Linked DNA regions of Bombyx mori: region 2 is linked to region 1. The links are chromatin contacts, called in public Hi-C maps. All regions are on one chromosome and are shown on one strand. The core of a region is the stretch at or near the end of the contact, and the rest is flanking DNA. Distances in the headings are between cores, read along the strand shown. Region 1 overlaps LOC101742588. Region 2 holds the start of LOC110384711.

Region 1 (3,406 bases), core at 307-2,806:
GGTAAACCGTCCAGTCCCGGAGACAATGTGGCGATACCAGGTGTTTTTAACTGCCGTTTTACCAACCCAGTTAATAATAGGTAAGTAAATTTGCCTAGATTAAAACAATTTTTGCAAATTTAACAAGTTTTTTCTTATTGCTTAGATGGGTGAATGAGCTCAAAGCTCACCTAGTGTGAAGTGGTTACTGGAGCCCATAGACATCTACAACGTAAATGCGCCACCCATATTGCGATATAAGTTCTAAGGTCTCAGTATAGTTACAATCACATTAGTTCATATCAAATAAATTGATTACGCAATGGAAATTTGACGGTATTAAGTGAACCCGTCAATGTAATGTAAAATTATTGATTCGTTAATTAATAATTTGTTATAATGTAATTAATACAATAGAACTTCATCGGCACTATAAATAATAACATTTTCTGTTATGTCCGGCGACTGTGAATATGATTAAAAGATTTTTTTTTTAGGTTTTAATTTTAAATTCAAAAAAACATATATTAACACATGTTTTAAATTTTAATTTAATTTTTGTTCCTTTCATGACAAAAACTATACAATATTCGAAGTATCTTTTCAACATATTGATTGATAAGGACAAATTTAAAATAGTGGAGATACAACCTTTTCTTTCTGATATCTTTGAATGTTTGTTGGGTTCCGTCGCCGAAGACGACTATAATGGCGCGTGTTGGTTTAGTGCAGCAAACGGCCGTAAGAAGAAGAAGCCGACGTCGTTCGTGCCTCCCCCCGCGCACCCCCCCGCGGCTCACCCCGCGCCCCTCCCCGCGCACTCCTCTGCCGCCTTCTGGAGACGCCCGCTGGCCGGCGCACATCCACATCACGTCAGTACACCACAGTTTCTTCTTCTTTATTTTTTAGCTCCGGCACGGTTTGTGCATTAGCCAGCGTCAAGTAATATTATGGTTCTATTGTCAAACACTATTATAATTCGATAATATAATCACAGTGTTCGCCAAAGCTGCACTATAGATAAATAATATTAAAAACAAACAATATTAATGATTAATTACATACAAATCCACCCAAAAAAAATACTCTACCAACACATTCAGCAGCAGATCGGAATGTTTTAGTACAGACATCGTAATCTTCATCATACGTAAGCATCATCATCATGCTCCTCCACCGCCATTGCTACAATGTCCTGTTTATTTCTACCGCGAATAACCGGCGGGGTCCTTATTCATATTTAGATCGATAAATAAAAACAAATTGACAAACAAAAATCGACACATGTAATCGATACATGTAAATAATTTTTTTGATATAGTAACACAGTATAACGTGCTTTCCTAACAGGGAGGCTCGTCGGAGAACGAGGGATCAAGCGTCGGATCCCGCGTCAACATACAGCAAAAGTTACAGGAGAAGAAACAAAAGCAGCTCGCCGAACTGCGCGTCATAGAGGAGGAGATCAAACAGGGCAAGCTCGCCAAGACGACGCCCGTCGCCGCCGAGGAGATCTACAGCAGCCTCCAGAGGCAACCGATACCGAGGGCGAAGACGCACGCCGAGCCCCCGCCCTGGCCCTCCATAGAACTCACGCACTCCTACCAGAACTACCCGGTGCTGCCTCACAACTGCGGCCTCTACCCTGCCTACACGGATAAACAAGACTTCGGCGCACAGAACAATGAGGACGCGAACGATCTAAAGATGAGGAGGATACAGAATCGATACGAAAACAGAACGTTCTATGAGAGTCCGGCCGGTGCCAGGAGCGAGGGCAGACCGCCGCTGCGTTCACCGAACTATATCGACAACAGGACCTACGACAGCAACTGCGCCAGTCCCAGGACCCTCAATAGTCCCGGGAACTACATAGCCGACGTCGCCAGTACTAACTACGACGCCATAGACAAACCCCGAAACGGCCTGTACAGCGAGGAGCATAGACAATTAGGAGAATATTCCGGTTACTGCGAAAACAATCAGTACAAGTACGAAGGGAAAGACGAGTACGCGTCCGCCTTGCATAACGCTTTATCGAACGTCCAGACCATAGATAATATGCGGAGTTATAACGAGAGCGGTGCGCAGTATGGCCAGAACTGTGAAAGGTTCGTGTATTCAGGGTTGCCCGGAAAGAAAATGGAACAGATCAGGAAAATGCAGAGGTGCAGGACTCCTGAGATATTATTGGCGCCCCATTATTTGGAGGGCTGCAATAGACAAGTGTGCTGTCAATGGGGACCCCCGTATGGGTAAGTTTTGTACTTAAAAAAATATTTATATTCCCTTCCGTTTAACAAACTACTTTTTAAATTAATATGTTATCTGTGGCCAATTGCAAAATAGTATTATTTAAATTAACCATTTGATTGCTGTGTAGGCCACGGGTGCCCTACGCGGCGCCCTGAAGTAATCATGTCGATTTCTGTTACTAAAGCGCCGGAATATCTAGTAGAACTGGGAAAGATAAATCCGAATCAATACTGAGAATACTATTTTATCACACCTAAAAGACTAAGGCATACATTAACCAACAAAAGAAGGCAAAGGGTTAGGCAATCCAGGAGTCTTAGTAACAGACATAATTATATCAGTGCGCCGCGTAGGGCACCGGTGACCTACATGGCAGTCAAAGGATTAAAACCTATTTCGTCATCAAAGGAAGTGAGGCTTTTCGAAAACTAATTTTTTTTTAGTAACAGAAAGAGTACGCCGCTCTAGGCTTTTCGAAAACTTTTTATTTTTTTATTTTTTTGAAGTGAAAACTTCTTTAGAATCGTTGTGATTTCAAACCGGATGCAACGGAAAAAACGACAGGTAAGAGACACAAATACAAAAATGTGTAGGATGAAGCCAGCAAAGAATGAGACAGAAATATACATACTATTTAATACAGCGCCATCTGTGAGATTTTTTAATACTAACGTGTGTATGAAAGCTCTTGTAGTGAATTTTAATTTAGGATTATACGTGAAATTAAAATATCAATTCACAGAGGGCGCTACCTTACAATTATTTACTAATGACAAAATTTTACATATACTTAAGACGTTTAGGATAATTGTATTTTAATTTTGGAAGGTTTCACTTCTACCGCGTGTGAATTGCACACATTTTGTTTTTTTGTAGTAACAGGAAGAAAGAGGACGGTGCTCCGGCCAGTAGCGGGGAGGAGTCCAGTCCCGACGGACAGAACCGGGAGACGCCGCGGCCGCCCAGCGACATCGATAGTCAGGTTCTCGCAATATTTCTCTGTTTACGTCTTACAAGCTGCATTATTATAGCGTTTGTCCTTGAAATTTAACGGAGACCATTAGCTATAAAAGTAATACGGAGCAGTTTGCTTAGTGCGAGTTTTTTAAATTCTCGATCTCGTAAAAGTTAACTCAAATTTGTATGGAGTTGGAACGTTTGCCTACGTTTG
Region 2 (3,406 bases), core at 660-3,159, 140 kb after region 1:
GTCGATCACGAAGAACAGTTCGAGGAGTTACCGCCCAGTTAAATTCGGACAATTTTTATATAAAAATAAAATACAATATCTGAAAACGGTGGTAATAAGTGGATTGGCAGAAATCGTGTATCGATAGAATTTTCCACACCGTAGGGAGCAAATGATTTTCATAACTACTCCCTTTTAAAAAAAAGCATAAATAGCTGTATAACGCATTTATACCGACTTTTAATATTACACTTTTTGGAATTGTTAGAAGAATATGTACGGATCTTTCAAATAAAGAAATAACGTAGTTTACTGAAACATCGCACGGTTACGGAAAACTAATCAAGGAAAGACATCTGAATTACAAAGTTCGCTCAGAAGGTACTACGGAGTGGAGGCCCAGCGAAACTGTTGTCTTAACTTTTAATGGTCAAAAACTGCCTCATAACAACTTTCTGTTCCATAATAGCCTTGTTGTCGAATTTTATAAATACCCGGTAGTCCAATGTTACAAATGCTGTAGGTATGGACATGTACAAGTACAATGTAGGTCGAAAACTCGGTGCCACAAGTGCTCAGAGGACCATCCTGCAGAGACATGCGATGTCGCTCCTATGCCGATATGCCTATGTCGATGCTATGTGTTGCGCCTTTTGTCATGCTAATCACTCGGCCCTTGACAAAACGAGCCCGGAATACATGCGACAATATCAAATCAAAACACTTATGTCCGCTGAAAACATATCATTCCAAGAAGCCTCTAACCGCTTAGCACCTATCAGACGACCTTATGCTAACGCAGTAAAATAACTCCTTTATCGCCCCATCCAAACCTGTTAGACCAAACTACACAAGATAATACATACCCACCTTATTTCTTACAAAAAGACCATCTTCCTGACGCCCACTCCTGATATGGCTATTTCAAAAGTCGCCGAACTTTTAGACTCCACTGTTAAATTTTACTAATATCAGTATAAACTAATATTAGAGAAATAAAAATTGGCCCTTCCTTCTTAAAAGCTTGGAAAAAATTACATTCCTCTCGACATCAGCTGTGTAATCTAATATGCTAACAATTTATGAGACACTGCTTAATGCTCTCTACCACGTCCCTAAAATTGTACAAGATATTGGCTTAAATGAAAACAACTTTGATATTAATTCTAATTTCTTATAAAATTGTTACTGAGAAATTGCCTGGCTGGTATATACATTTTACACTGATGCATCAAAATTGAATTCGAGTAGGAACGTGGGCGCTGCTTTTCTTAATGCAACTGCTAAAGTTTGGAGTTTACATAAATTACCTGTTGAGGCAAGTGTTTTTAGTGGAGAATGCATAGTTATTTTAAGCTACATTACTCATATTCTGGAAAAATCATTCAACCCTTCAGTAATTTTCAGCGTAGCCTTAACTAGTAGGTGAGGTCCTCTAGGGTAGGGGCTAATCCTTGGAGGACATTCTACCACTAGCCAAATCGCTGAATCTATCATCTCCAATCATTGGATCAGTTCCGCGACCCTCAGAAGATCCGGCGAAGAAACTTCACTAAGTTTCTCATCCACTGGTTACTACTACTACATTAAGAGGATTATCGCAAAGGGCCGCTTTCTCTAAGAAACTTTCTGACGCCGTCTTCAGATGCTCGTGTAACTAATGCAGTATCGTCGTGAAACTTTATTCCTGGCGTATCATGTTGCTCTAACAGATATCGGGCAAAAGCGCGATTGGTTGACCTGAAGAGAATTCAAGTGCGTGTAGGCCGCATTAGTGAATCTTACACTTGTATAGGTCATGTGGAACGTATGCAATTTTGCAGTGTTTGTAAATCTTACTAAGGACTTAGTGTCTGAAAGAGCTCAGAATGAACCAAAATCGATATTTGTTTCAAAAGATATGTATTATGGGCCATGTTCCCTTTGCCTCAAATCAAATTTAAAAAAATGTCAGATCAACAAAATTAAATAACAAAGTCAATTTTTAATAAAATTTCGATTTCATGCACCTACTTACATGATAAAATTGCAATATTTACGAAATAAGTATATTATGAATGTAACATGTAGTTTCGAGCAATCCAACGTCAGAATCGAATGTAGTGAAAACATAGTGAAAATTAAATCAGTGAGAAATTGACGTCTTTGATGTTTAGTGCTGGGTTTCTTTACAAAGTTATGATTGTAACTCTTAAATAATAGGCGTATTATATATGACTGTAATGAACCAGACCTCTGGTTCTCATGGCATTTTTGATTGTGAGTGAAGGATTCTTCTGTATCTGCAAACTTTTAACTAATTCATAATTGCTATTTTATTGGTAGGAATATCGTCAACTTATTTAACAAACTACCTAACTTACAATTTCCGCAATTTACTTTTTGTGTAGCTAAGAATAGCTTTGTATGATTGCAACAATTACAATATTATGAAATCCTTGATTGCATTATCAATTTATTTGAGCGTGGAAAGTAAACTGAATGTTATTCAAATTCAAATTCAAAATCATTTATTTCAACTTGGATGTCATCAAAAACACACTTGTTGAATGTCAAAATGTAAAAGAAAATGTTAACTCTATCACATCATACTACTCTACCACATCAATGACTTGTCATCAATGAATGTTTAGTTACTAGACTTAGATTTTTTAGTTTTCATTTACTTTCTATTACTGAAGAAGCAACTACCATCTTCATTATTATCAATATTGTCTAAACTGTCATTATTATCTATACCAAATGATAAGTTATAAACACCATTATAGTTCACCATCAACATATAATATTGTTTATCATTTGGTTAAACTTTCCTCTATGGTCTGTCGATTTTTGGGTTGGGTTTACCCCCTGCATCATTCCCACCCCGCGGAACCCCATGGTTATGAAGATATTCACGGTTAATGTTTTGAGGTTAAAATAGCACTATTTAGTCAAAATAAAGGAGGGAGGGGGGAGTAAGGGCTAACCCCCTGCACTATACCCACTCCGCGGAGCTCCATGGTTATAAAGATCTCCACGGTTAATGTTTTGAAGTTAAAATAGCACTATTTAGTCAACATAGTCGTTTAAAAGTTGTCGTGGCCTAACGGATAAGACGTCCGATGCATTCGTGTTGAGCGATGCGTCGGTGTTTGAATCTCAGGCGGGTATCAATTTTTCTAACGAAATACGTATTCAGCAAATGTTCACGATTGACTTCCACTGTGAAGGAATAACGTCGTGTAATAAAAATGAAACCCGCAAAATTATAATTTGCGTAATTACTGGTGGTAGGACCACTTGTGAGTCCGCGCGGTTGGGTATCACCACCCTGCCTATTTCTGCCGTGAAGCAGTAATGCGTTTCGGTTTGAAGGGTGGGGCAGCCGTTGTAACTATACTGAGACCTTAGAAGTTATATCTCAAGGTGGGTGGCGCATTTACGT

What was found. A called contact is a pair of places that touch in the nucleus more often than the background predicts.
Region 2: a Hi-C map of middle silk gland shows a contact between it and region 1, with 1.6 times the contacts expected there. The contact joins the promoter of LOC110384711 here to the enhancer-like site in region 1. A contact is called at or near these places in 2 of 7 Hi-C or Micro-C datasets (middle silk gland and whole pupa).

Annotation. Positions count from the first base shown.
Region 1 is chr20:6,181,570-6,184,975 of ASM3026992v2, forward strand. LOC101742588 reads left to right here. Exons shown (of 15, transcript XM_012689699.4): 10 at 2-80; 11 at 707-851; 12 at 1,330-2,234; 13 at 3,112-3,217. Among protein-coding and RNA genes, the nearest start is that of LOC134200752, 6.7 kb to the right of the region's middle. Within about 2 kb of position 1,557, at least 3 of the 8 cell types and tissues checked have open chromatin away from gene starts, as enhancers often do.
Region 2 is chr20:6,320,266-6,323,671 of ASM3026992v2, forward strand. LOC110384711 reads left to right here and starts at 1,910. Exons shown (of 11, transcript XM_062674354.1): 1 at 1,910-2,238.